2 separate regions of the Zea mays genome follow, and region 2 is linked to region 1. A link is a contact called in public Hi-C data. All regions are on one chromosome and are shown on one strand. Each heading gives the region's core, a stretch centred on a gene start, on an enhancer-like site or on the middle of the called end of the contact. The rest is flanking DNA. Distances are from core to core; before and after follow the strand shown. Region 1 holds the start of LOC100272654. Region 2 has its middle 62 kb from the start of LOC100501575.

Evidence for each region. A called contact is a pair of places that touch in the nucleus more often than the background predicts.
Region 2: a Hi-C map of ear shows a contact between it and region 1, with 1.6 times the contacts expected there. The contact joins the enhancer-like site here to the promoter of LOC100272654 in region 1. A contact is called at or near these places in 2 of 25 Hi-C or Micro-C datasets (ear and tassel).

The regions. Positions count from the first base shown.
Region 1 is chr6:128,282,296-128,289,176 of Zm-B73-REFERENCE-NAM-5.0, forward strand. LOC100272654 reads left to right here and starts at 4,034. Exons shown (of 2, transcript NM_001147112.1): 1 at 4,034-5,199; 2 at 5,342-5,693. The coding sequence starts at 4,093. The coding sequence ends at 5,593.
Region 2 is chr6:128,445,418-128,452,298 of Zm-B73-REFERENCE-NAM-5.0, forward strand. No RefSeq gene overlaps it. Among protein-coding and RNA genes, the nearest start is that of LOC100501575, 62 kb to the right of the region's middle. Within about 2 kb of position 2,449, at least 15 of the 20 cell types and tissues checked have an H3K27ac peak or open chromatin away from gene starts, as enhancers often do. A contact at or near this core is called in ear, where this site is marked.

The DNA of each region.
Region 1 (6,881 bases), core at 2,784-5,283:
TAACCTAAATGTGATTGTGGCCCCTTCTATTTTGACATGAAATTGGTTCTAGCACCTTGCTAATTGTGGATGTACATGAATCTAGTGAAGCTACCTGTGCATATATATATATATATATATATTGTTTATTGCTATCCAGATATTTTTGTTTTTCCCCTCTCTTTTTCTTTGCTTCAATTTTTGGAAGGAGCATCAATTTTTTACTACAATTGTTTGTGGCTCGATGCTATTCTCAATTGCTTCTTCGACAGAAAAGTTATAGTAAATAGTGAATTTAACACATGATGCTATTTGTTGCAGAGACTTAGTGATACTCCTTATTATCTTGATAAAAATTCAATTATGCAATATTTTTTTATGTACAAAGCTCCTGCTGGCTAGAAAATAGAAACACATAACATTTTGGTTGAGGTTATCTCCCGCTCCTATGTGAACCACAAAATATTTCATGTTGCTAATATGTATTTGCTACGAATGTATTCATCATTTTAGATTACTAAAATGTTCAGATAAACAAAAGCTGTAATTTGGATAGTTGTTGATATAATCAAAGCTGCCAATAATATGATTACTTTTACAAATACCCCCTGAAATTCTACGAATCAACCCGCTGTCATACGCACTTCTCCGTCCCGCCTCCCTTCGGGCCCACACCATCTTCGTCCCCAAGCTCCCTCCACACGCTGCCTCCCCGTGACCTCCCCTTGAAATTCTGTATTGGTTATTGCCAGAGAATTTATAAGATTGAGATCTATAATAAGTGATATTTATTTTTATGTAATCGTTGTGCACTAATATTTTCTCGAGTATTTTGTTTTTGTCGTTGCAGCACACAAACACTTGACTAGTTAATATATAGTTTTCAGTCCTTGTTACTTTGATGCTGCCAGAGTATTACGCGTCGACAATTTTGTGACTATATATGGACAATTTTAAGGTATGTTTGGTTCGCTGTCTAACTTGCTATACTTTGCCTACTTTTCTATCTAAAGTTAGTTCCTCAATTCGGATGACTAATCTTAGGTAAAGTGTGGCAGTTAGCCATGAATCAAACAAACCCCAAAATAGACCCCGAAGCCGAGTGCGGATTGCAGAAAGAAAACAGTCATCGTACAAGGCATCCCTTTCTATTTTCTGCAACTTGCATGGCATTATCTTCGCTGGATAAGACCTGTATAATCCAGGCATATCAAGTCGGCATCCCTGTGAGTCCGAGTGCTTTGTAAGCCCATGCTGACCAGGCTGCTACGTGCCAAGGGGTCATCAACCACTATGTGCTCCACACTCCACAGCACACAGCATCAACATTTCGTACGGTCTTGTGGACCCCCCCCCCCCCCCCCCCCCCACCCACAACAGCACCCATGGCCGGCCAAATATTTGTTTTCTACATCCTTTCGGGGTGTGCCAATGTTATTTTGTACGCGTTACAAAATTTGGATAAGAAGAGCACAATATTTTCCTTGAGGGACCTAATGGAAACAAATATTTATTCGAATGTTGAAATTTTGGTCTTTCTTCTTTGATTACGAACAAACATAATATAGAATCTGTAATGTAAATGTATATTCTTGTTTTTAGCAATGAGCTTGTAAAGATTCATTAAAAACAAATCCTAAATTTATCATATATCTTCTCAAACGATACATATAAAACTTGGATACGCATTTAGAGATTCGGAGTTTTTTTTGTTTTTCTGTTGTATGGAACAAATAATTCATTAAAAAGTTTATGTAAATTTTATTCCTGAGTACAATAATATGCTCGTTACTATAAGAAAACATTATCACCAAATTCCATGCATATCTATTTTAAAATATCAAATTTATCCTAACAATTTGAACGTCTACTTTCACTCCATTGCTGTAGGGAATTAGGATGCGGTGATCATGCATTATATGCGACAGATGGCATATGTAGTTTACTCACCTCTCCGATGAGGGATGGAATACATAAACGAACAACAATACATTCAAGACCTAATGTAGTCAGCTGCACCCAATCTGAACATTTATTTTGTATGCAAAATCCAAACCTTTGCAATAAATTGAGTTAGGCCACTTTCACTAGTACAGATAAGCTCTATACTGACGGTCCTAAACATATTTACAGTGACGTTTTTCGTAACCGCCAGTGCTAGAGGTCAGTAGAAATCACCATTTTTACAGGCGGGTAACTGAAGACCGCCAGTGAAAATCGATTTCGACGTAATAAAACCGCCAGTGAAAATCGATTCCATAAACCGCCAGTGCAAGTCGCGGCATTTTTCGCGCAAAATTCGCGCGCTACGCGGTTGTTAGGAATCGAACCGTAGACCTCACCCTCGCGCGTACCCTCCACTACCACTCCGTCTATGACATGACTTGTGTCTAGTTTATAGTTGTTTTCTCCACATATTACAACCATTTGAGTGTAAATTGCTTATTTGAGACCCTAAACGAATTCAAATAAAAAAAGTTGTCAACTACAAAGATAAATAACTTTTGAAGTTCTACAACTTTTATTTTGACACTTTTTTCATCCGAGGTAGTTTGCAAAATTTGAATTTTAAATTTGACATACTTAGATTCAATTTTTGAGAACCGAAATGAGTTCAAATAAAAAAGTTGTCAACTACAAAGTTTCATAACTTTTAGAGATCTACAACTTTTATTTTAGTGGTTTTATCATACGAGGTCGTTTGAAAAACTCGAAAAATTAAGGATAAAAATGATTTCTAGTGGCGGTTCCTTAAGAAAACCGCCACTAGAAATCGTATTTCTACTGGCGGTTCCTTAAGAAAACCGCCACTACAAATCATGGATTTCTACTGGCGGTTTTCTTAAGGAACCGCCAGTAGAAATACGATTTCTAGTGGCGGTTTTCTTAAGGAACCGCCACTAGAAATAACATAGTCGGTGGATAACCGGATCCGTCTGTAAAAATATATGGGTGCCGCAGGCTTTGAGCCTTTTTGTACTAGTGTTTAGCTCGTTTGGACTTTTGTGTGTGTGTGTCAACCTTACACCAAACCAATCAGGAACCATTCGGAAAATGAATTTACCAGAAAAGCTCAACGGATGGGAATGTGGAAATTTTGGTGATATGTTATAATATAGATTAATTCTTAAGTCATGTTATAAGAGTCAAGTTATACAATAGTTGTCATCTATTGTATCATCCATAAAAACTTCTTTTATTGTTAAGTGACACGAAATCTCACATTCTTTTTCCTATTCCTTCTCGCGCTTGCATCGGAGCTAAGCTCTCTTTTCCCTTCCCATCTATCTATTTTGTATCGATAAAAATATTGATTTGTTTGAGTATGTATCAATTATTATATATACTTGCTCCAACTAGCTATACAAATTAAAAATTAAAAATCATTTTAGATAATTTATAGATCCATACAACACTTGATGTATACGTTTTATACACATGTGTCTACATTGATCATCCATATCTATATAAACATCAAAAATAAAAGCTAAAATGAATACTCTCTCCGTTTCAAAATAGTATCATTTGTACTCCTAAAATTTATGTCGTCTATATTCAATTAAACGAATTTTATTTTGGGATAGATGGTTTACTATTTTGAGACGAAGGGAGTACTTCATAATGTAGGTAATTAAAGACGTACTTGTGATAACTAGCTGTGGGAAAATGAGTCCAAGAAAGACTACTATCCTTGCCCGCCCGGTCCACACTACACAGCCAGCCGGAACCCACAGCAACCGTGAGAGCGATGGGCCGGATGGGGAAAGGGCTGTAGGCGTTGCGTAGCTAAACGTGGTGACCCCACTGGAAATCCAGTCGGCGCCAATCACAAGCGCCCGCGCCGGATGCTGCGTTCCTTCGACCAATCACGTCGCAGATAAGACATGCAGGTGGGGCTCACCGTGACACGAAAAGTGCAAAGTGCACACGGTGGGTCCGAAAATCGGTTGTACAAAACCGAATCCCGCGATATTTTCGGCACACATTTTTCTTCTAAAATCTACAGTACACTACATACAAACTCTAGACTGTACGTCGGCACATGTGAATACATTGAGCGTACAAGCGGCCATCACTGAGTAGCAAGATCGTTGCACACCGCTCGGAAGAGAAATGATTGCCACGACCCGCGGCAGCTCGGCGAAGGCGGCGGCGGCGGTGGGCGGCAAGGCGGCGCGCGCCTGTGACGGGTGCCTGCGGCGGCGGGCGAGGTGGTACTGCGCGGCGGACGACGCGTTCCTGTGCCAAGGGTGCGACACGTCGGTGCACTCGGCGAACCCGCTCGCGCGGCGGCACGAGCGGCTGCGCCTGTGCCCGGCGTCTCCGCTGCAGACGCCGCCAGATCGCTCGGCGGCGGCGGCAGCGACGGCGACTAATAAGCGCGAGCGTCACGACGAGGTGGCGGTGCCCGCGTGGTTCGGGCGCAAGGCGCGAACCCCGCGCGGCGGGCACGCCAAAAGCGTCGGCCAGGTGGCGTTGTCGCGGCGCCTCGTCGTACCGCATGCGGCTGGCGGGGACTCAGACTCACCCGATGAGCGAAACGGCGGCGAGGAGGAGCAGCTGCTCTACCGCGTGCCCATCCTTGACCCCGCCCTAGCCGAGTTCTGCTCGCCCCCGCCTCTCGAGGACGCGGCCGGTCTCGCTCTCGACGCGTCGGTGTGCAACGAAGACGGCGCCATCGAGGACCCCGCGAAGCCGGATCCTGCGGCGCCGCTGGCCCAGTTCTGCCCCGTCAGCGGCCATTTCAACTTCGGCCCGACCGACGCCGAGCTCAGGGAGTTCGCCGCGGACATGGAAGCCCTCCTCGGGCACGGCCTGGACGACGGAAACGAGGAGGACTCGTCGTTTTACATGGAGACGCTGGGCCTCCTCGACCCAATGGAAGTGGGCGACGATGCCACGCAAGTCAAGGTGGAGACCGACGGCAGCAGTGCGTGCTGCGAAGCCAGTGGCACGCTGGCCTGTGGCCTGGAGCTGGACTTAGAGGCATCTGACGAGATGCTGGACATCGACTTCGACTACGCATCGCCTCAGGACACGGCGACGGACGAGAGAGCCGCCAGCAGCGACACGGGAGCCGACGCCCAGTTCTTGCAGACGAGCCTCTCGCTCACCCTCAACTACGAGGCCATCATCCAGAGCTGGGGGAGCTCGCCGTGGACCGGTGGCGGTGAGCGACCACACGTCAAGCTCGACACCAGGTGGCCCCACGACTACACGGTACGTTCGCGCGCCGCACAGCACACGTTCGCAAACACACACAACCATCGACCACGGCGTGTGACATACTGACATTGCGTGCATGCGCAGGTTCAGTTGAAGTGATTGTTAACGTCGAATTCGATTTTGGTTGTGCATACAGAACATGTGGGTTGTGGGAGGAGTGGTCGGCCACGGCGGCGAGGACCTGCCGGGCACGCCTAGGCTGGGGATGGACGGCGGCCGGGAGGCCCGGGTGTCGCGGTACCGGGAGAAGCGGAGGACGCGGCTCTTCTCCAAGAAGATACGGTACGAGGTGCGCAAGCTCAACGCCGAGAAGCGGCCACGGATGAAGGGCCGATTCGTCAAGCGTGCTACCGCCGGTGGCAGCCTCGCCATCGCTGGCCTCGCTTAATGCCGCCGGCTTGCTGCATGTTTGGTTGTTGAGCCTGCGTGTCTGCATATCTCGTCACGTCGTCATGAAATCATGACAAGAATGAACAAACAATTCGTCGAAGCTGCCTTTTAGTTAATTCAACTTAAAATAAAAAAAACATGTTTTTTTCACCGATCAATTTGCCAATTTAATTATTTTATAAGCGGGTGACTTCGAGTGGCACTTGCCTCCTTATGGCGATAATCGAGTAATAATACTAGTGCAATATTGCTAGCTAAAGAGTTGTTTGGTTTAAATAATCACTTCATCTAAAATAAGATGGTGTATCATAAGTCCATTACTCAAATTTGGTGGGATGACTACATTACTCGTATTAGTATTAACTAACTAATTATAAGGAATGAAGTGGTGATAGATCAACTCATTTTATTTTATAAACCAAAAAAAATTAGTGAAAAGATATACTAGCTCATTACTCGAACCAAACGCCCTATAAATACTTGCTCAACAGTTAGGATGTAGTATTTTTTTGCCCCTGTTTCAGAGCGTCTGTCATCTGGTCGCCTTTTTACACATGAAGAATATTGGCTCTTGTTGTTTTACTTTTACAAACACATACTGTACCTCCAAGTAAGAACAAATGTACATGTCATACATGTGAATTATATTATTGGTATGGATTTATTTTGGGTACATTGTGAATTCATTTTTTGGGCCATGATAGGATATATAATTTTTAAACTAGAAAATTTGGGTGACTCGGATGGAAACCTAGCCCCACCCGAGCGCCCCTCCTGTCTCTGCCCGAAACTTTTTTATAAAGAAAGATTTATTCATAATTTTAAGCACATCACATCAAAGTGATGCAAGCCCTTAAAACTTCCTCCAGCCTATACTTAGTCAGTACACAATGTAAAACAAATAAAGTTGATAACCCACACACTCTAATGGTGGTCTATCCGATGACTAGACCACCACCCATGTGTCTAGACAAAAAAGGTCCTTAGCAGCCGCACCAAGTATTGTGTAGCCTCCATAACCATAGTTCGCAACTCCGCCTTCTGTAAAATAGTTCATGTTCGAAGACAATGAGCAATGGTATAGATAACCTACACGAGAGAAGATTTTTTTTCTTTTCAAAAACGATATCATTCCTATGTAGCCAAAGAGACCAACATGTTGTAACCTCTCCAAGTAAGACGACGTTTCTAATATTTCTATCAAAGCCACTAAGCCAGATGTCGAACAAATTAAAAACATTATATAGTTTAGATATCCCGAAGGCTATGTGAATTAAAGCCCAAAT
Region 2 (6,881 bases), core at 1,199-3,698, 160 kb after region 1:
GCGCATTGTCCCTACTTACCTAATGTTTTATTGACAACGCTGCACTCGTTTGAACTCGATTATACTATATCATCGGGTCACAGACGCTCCATTACTTAGGAAAAAGCTACTTTTTTTTCTAACCTCCACTACTCCCGCAGTTCCCAAATAGAACTCGTTTTAGCATTTGGTTCTGATATATATATATTCAAATGGATGATGGTGGTTCTAAACACGTATATAAAACATATATATCTAGCATTGTATGAATCCATAAATTTGATAAAACAAATTTTAATTTTAGACAAAGTGAGTATTATAAAGCGCAAGTTTCGACGGTCGTCTGGTAGCTTCACACGCAAAGCGTGTAGGTCTATTCTCTCCCTTTACCAGGTGGACCGTTACTTATAGATAGGCTATGAAAACCAGCCAAACCCCTATTAGTGAGCCGTTACTCATTGGATGGGCCATGAGAAACTAACCAAACTCAACACGACAGAAAGTCACATGCAGCGCAGCGCTCCACATATTACCACCCCGCTATCTAAAGGAGGATGAGTGACCGAGCAAGCTATAAAAAGAGAAGGTCATGCTCTTTTTCAGCTATATCTTTTTAGGCCCATTAGCTAAGATAAAGTGTAATATTTGTTTTTGTAAGCCATCGCAACGTACGTGCATTATACTAGTTGCTCTTTATTTGTCTGATAAGGATTTTTCAAACCTTGTGAAAATGAGTGTGTCGGCGCATGCTAATACTTAATGATAATTACACAGTGCGTAAAAGAATCAAGATGCTTAAAAGAAGAGTGAAGTAGACTTAATTGAAATCTATTGCACCAACAAAAAATGTTTTCACTAGCAGTTCGATTAATAAAACGCTCGCTAGCGAAAATCGTTCATTTTCATTGGCGGTTCAAATAACTAAAATGTCAGTAGAAATGGAGGATTTACACTGGCGATTTTATTAAATGAACTCCTAGTGCAAATCTGTTTCCACTGGTGGTTTTAGGATTGGGACCAACTATATTCTATATATCACCAACGTTTGAGACCGAAACTGCATGTAAAAATATAATTAGACTCCACCACGGGTTTAAAGCTCTTTTGAACTAGTGTTGGATACTCGACATAGTTAACGGTGGTCAGCTGTCATCGGCTTCTAACGCGCGCTTGCCGAGTGCAATAGTGTGCCTAGAGCCGGACGGTGGACAAAGATACCAATGCGTGATGCGCTTAACGGACAGGTTTCCTGATGGGTCAAACTGCACAGTGTTCGGCGCGCGCGCGCATGCCGTCCGCCATTTCTGCATATATTGGTGTGAGACCTCACCGACGTGCAGCCCCACAAGATACCAAAACAGTTGCATCTGGACTGCCAATGCGTGATGCGTACATGTATGGGTAGCTCGACCGAGCACGATCTAAGAAACATGATTCATGGGGACAAGGAGAAGGGAGCCCAGAGGTCGTCGTTTAAATCTCGCATAGAAATAACTGCGCACACGCACACCTCTCCAGATCGTTGGGAGCTAGGGCAGTTAGTTAGTCATAGTCTCTTTGTTAATTTGCATCGTTTTCAACTTTGAACCTTCAACTTTACACGTACGCAGTGCAACTAGAACCTGGCATTTAGCATGAAGCGTGAGAGAGCCTGCGACTGCAAAACCAAGAGCAGTCCTCCCAGATCGACGCTCTCGATGATCATCGCCAACCAACCAATTAATCAACCGATCGCCTATCCGATTATTCCGACCACATCATCTCTCTTGCAACTTCCCAATCCCCTCCGGCTCTTGGCAACCGGAAACCCTCAGCTCGGCGTGCGAATTGGTGGTGGCCCCATGCCCCCATCCATATAATCGGCGGCTTGCTTTCCAGTGCTCAATCAATCACAGGAAGTCATCGTTGCCACATCGACCATCTTCATCTCCATCCACCCCTGACCCAGTAATGACGTGAACGTGACCCGGTAATGACGTGAACGCCGTTGCGCTCGTGCATGCAGTACGTCCCGTTCGGCACAGTGTATTCGCCACCGTACCGCGTCGTCCATCTGGTGGTTATTCGTCGAGCTGAATTGAATTGATCTCCGCCGGCGGACTTGGGTAACGGGAGACCGGAACACAAGCACGAGGTGGCCGTTTCTGTCCTGTCCTCCACCTTTTCTTCGTTGAAACGAGGAAACTGCGCCAACCCTTCACAAGTTTTTTTTATTTGGCGCGTCCCGTACGTCACCGGTCTCGTATCACTTGTTGTGCTAGAGTGTCCAGGAAAAAAGGTCGGACGACGGATACCAGACCTGCGTTTTTTCTACACATGCGATGGCACATATATATATAGGCACCAGTGCGCGCGCCAGACAAAAAGCAAGCAGAAGAAAGTTTGTGGAAAGCCTGGAGCTAGCAGCTGGGAAGAAGAGGGGACGACTGACGGGGCAGCAGATCAGACCTTCCATGTCCCGTTGCCTGCAGACGAGAATGCCAGTGCAACTAGCTAGTAGCGGTCCCTCGTGTTGGGAAGGGGTGGGTGGGTGTAGAGCTGTGGGGAGAGATAGATAGCGCGGAGACAGGCTCGTTAAGCTGTTTAAACTCCCGGTTGGTGAAGCATACCGCTGAGCCTGCTGTCCATGGCCAGCCTTCCTATTCATATCTGAATAACCAATAGCACCGAATAGTTGTTGATCGTCGTCAGCTCTGCATGGCTCACGTACTGTGCCAGATCTGCCTAGCTGGCTTCTAGAATAATCCCGATATGGCTCAGAACAGCTGTACGTACGTTGTTCAAATTCAGTCCACAGTTCCAAACTCCAACCTCTACGGGTTGATTTGGTGACCGGGGATCCCGAGGGGAAGAAATCCTCTTGCTATTCAAAATTGAATTGCAAGAAAATTCCTCCCCCATGGATCCCTAGGATCACTAATCACCAAATCAGCCCTACAGCTGACAAACAGCCGAGCGACTCAAATTCCTCGACATGTGGAGTACTGTTTGCCTTTCCACAGCAGCACTGAGGTCACTATAGGTCACAGGCAGGGAGCACTGAAATCAAGGCCCATTTCACTAGTACACACCTACTACCATACTCCTAACCCTCCTGTCCTTCAAGCTCATACTATAACCACATCATGCATGCATGCGCCTAACTAACAAACTCTTCTAAGAAAAAAAAATCTCAATGCATTGACCGGTGGCCTGAATCAGCCCGAGACGAGCCAGCGTTTTTGACCTGTGTCCGTGCTCACCTCGATCGCTCCTTTTCAAAGAAGAAGAAGAAAACTGCATCGCCTTGAGCACAACCAACGACCTAAAACCGTAGCTTGTTGCAGCTGCGCCCGCAAGGATCCCGGCCAGTACACACTTGCCATGATGCCCCCCCCCCCCCCCCCCCCCCCCCCTGATAAGGCATCGAGATAAAATGTGTTCCTCTGAATTCCTTTATATTTGAGGGGAAAAAAACAACCAGGACTTCAAAAGAAGAAGCTCGTAGGCAAGGCATCGTGATAAAATGTGTACTAGTGTAGATGTATAAACAGCCTACGTGCACAACACCAGAAAAACAGAAAACTTACGATGGCTTGATCTATGCCGTCGGATATAGATTATTTTGTACAGCATAAACATAATCTACGACGGCAGAAGTACGTCGGGTTTAAAGCGTCGGAGATAACGCTATCTTCGACAGTAGCTCTCAAAAATATCTTATGTCCGACGGCTTGCATGCCTCCTCGGCAATATGCTCGGGTAACGTCTGCCAAGGCGTATAAAGGGCCCACATATGTTATAATCGCCCCTACATCTATAGGACAGGATAGGTCCTAAACCAACCTAAGAGTGACCGAAATAGCCTGTTTCTAACAAGGCATGAGCTCGAACGAAATTTTAGCAGCATAACCCCGTTGTTCTTCATTTGCACGCCTGAAAATTGTGCAATTGGAGAACAAAGGGGTTATACTGCCGAAACTACGCAACAGCATATGCCTTTGTCATAAACATGGGCTCTATCGGTCACTCTAAAGCTATCCAATAAAGGGAAAATTTCGGTCCAACACACCTCACATACGTAGCATATGAGGTTGTTAGGTCGAAATAGGTGATGCCTAGGTTTCGTTTGTTGACACTACGATATAATATGAATAACTAGAATCATAGTGCATTATTACATAATTCAACTAATAAGCCACCAATACAATATTATATACGAAATAACGTTGTTATGGGTGACAAATCATATAAAATGACGTTGTTATGGGCGACAAATCATATAAAATGACATTGTTATGGGTGACAAATCATATAAAATGACTTTATTTCTAACGTCGTGGTAGACGCGGGCGCTGGCGAGGCCGGGCGCGGGAGCCGGCGAGGGCGTTGCGTGCCGGCGAGGTGGATTGGTGGCATCATCGTGAAGTTGGCGAGCAGCGTGGGGCAGAGAGGTGGGCGGGCATGTGTGTACGAAACGATGCGGTCGAGCGCCGTTTGCTTAGAATTGCTTATGTACGATGATTTATCTGCTAGTTATCGAACGTAAGTCTTATTTCCGACGGCTGGCAAATAAGTCGTCGGATGTAAGGTTATATCCGAGAGCCACTAGAAGTCATCTGACGTAAATTTAATGTTCGACGACTAGCCCTGATGCCGTCGAAAATAAGGAGGGCATCAGATGTTTCCTCTTTTCCTATTGTGGTGTGTCTCGGTATAGGCTTGGTCAAAGAAAGATTCACTGGCACCGCACGGACCACAATTTTGTCAGGCCAGACTGAGCTAGATATCACACCTAAGGTATCAGGGCCGGTTCTATGGTTTTAAGGTCCCTTGCGCAAACTAGCTAGTATATGCCTGTCGGGGACCATAATTAGGGGTACCCCCAAGACTCCTAATCTCAGCTGGTAACCCCCATCAGCACAAAGCTGCAAAGGCCTAATGGGTGCGATTAAGCCAAGGCTCGGTCCACTCAAGGGACACGATCCCGCCTCACCCGAGCCCAGCCTCGGGCAAGGGCAGCCGACCCAGGAGGATTTACGTCTTGCCTGAGGGCCCCCTCAAGCAACGGACACACCTTCGGCTCGCCCGAGGCCCAGTCTTCGCCAAGAAGCAACCTTGGCCAAATCACCACGACGACCGACCGTATCGCATGAGCATTTAATGCAAGGAAGGCCTGAGACCTTATCCTGACGCGCGCCCTTCAGTCGACAGAGCCGAAGTGACCGCAGTCACTTCGCCGCTCCACTGACCGGCCTGACAAGACGACAGCGCCGCCTGCGCCGCTCCGACTGCTGTGCCACTCGACAGAGTGAGGCTGACAGCAGCCAAGTCCGGCTTCGGGCGCTATAGGAAGCTCCGCCTCGCCCGACCCCAGGGCTCGGACTCAGCCTCATTCCCAGAAGACGACGAACTCCGCCTCACCCGACCCCAGGGCTCGGACTCGGCCTCGGCCCCGGAAGACGACGAACTCTGCCTCGCCCGACCCCAGGGCTCGGACTCGGCCTCGGCCCCGGAAGACGACGAACTCCGCCTCGCCCGACCCTAGGGCTCGGACTCCGCCCTGGCCTCAGCCGACGGTCTTCGCCTCGCCCGACCCAAGGGCTCGGACTCGACCTCGACCTCGGAAGACAGACTCGACCTCGACCTTGGAGGAGCCTACGCCTCGCCCTACCCAGGGCTCGGACCGACCACGTCACAGGGGGGGCCATCATTACCCTACCCCTAGCTAGCTCTGACTACGGGGAACAAGACCGGCGTCCCATCTGGCTCGCCCCGGTAAAACAAATAATGATGGCGCCCCGCATGCTCCATGACGACGACGGCTCTCAGCCCCCTTACGGAAGTAAGGAGACGTCAGCAAGGACTCGACAGCCCCGACAGCTGTCCTTCCGCAAGACTCCAGCGCTCCTCCGACGGCCACGACATCACACGAACAGGGTGCCAAAACCTCTCCGGCTGCCACGACGGCATGTACTTAGGGCACTAGCTCCTCTCTGCTAGACACATTAGCACACTGCTACATCTCCCATTGTACACCTGGACCCTCTCCTTACGCCTATAAAAGGAAGGTCCAGGGCCCTCTTACAGAGGGTTGGCCGCGCGGGGAAGGACGGGACGGCGCGCGCACAGGCCTCTCGCTCCCTCCCGCGTGGACGCTTGTAACCCCCTACTGCAAGCGCACCCGACCTGGGCGCGGGACAAACACGAAGGCCGCGGGTTTCCCCTTTTTCCCCCCTTCGCGCTCCGTCTCGCGTCGACCCATCTGGGCTGGGGCACGCGGCGACAATTTACTCGTCGGTCCAGGGACCCCCCGGGGTCGAAACGCCGAAAGTTGGCGCGCCAGGTAGGGGCCTGCTGCGTGTTGACGAACAGCTTCCCGTCAAGCTCCAGATGGATAGTCTCCAGCAACCTTTGCAGCCCGGAACGGTGCTCCGTTTCGGGAGTCTTGAGTTCATGTCCCTCGACGGCAGCTACGACATGATACTCCTTCCCCCGCCGCGCGACAGCGACAATGGCGGCCGACAACCCGCCCGCCGGCGGCGGAATCGACGACGTCTTCCCCATGTGGTGGAAGAACAACATTCGGGTTTGTCCCGTCGCCTCCCCCGCCGACGGAGGAGGAGGCGGGGCAACCAAGGCCAAGCAGGAGGTGGCACCTTGTCGGCTGTCGAGCGAGTCGACGGCGCCGGCGCCCCAACGGGGGACACGTCGGGCATCGACCTCGCGTCTGAGACGAAGACGAGCGCCGTTTCCCCGCAACACGCCAACTCCAAGCGGACGGACGACGCTAGCACGCTTGCAAAGGGCTTGCTGGGCGTCACCCTCGTACCTGAGACGACGGTGCAGTCTACCCCTGACGTGACTTCGTCACCGCCCGTCGACCAAGAGGTACCGACCGATTCCCATCTCGTGCCTTTTGG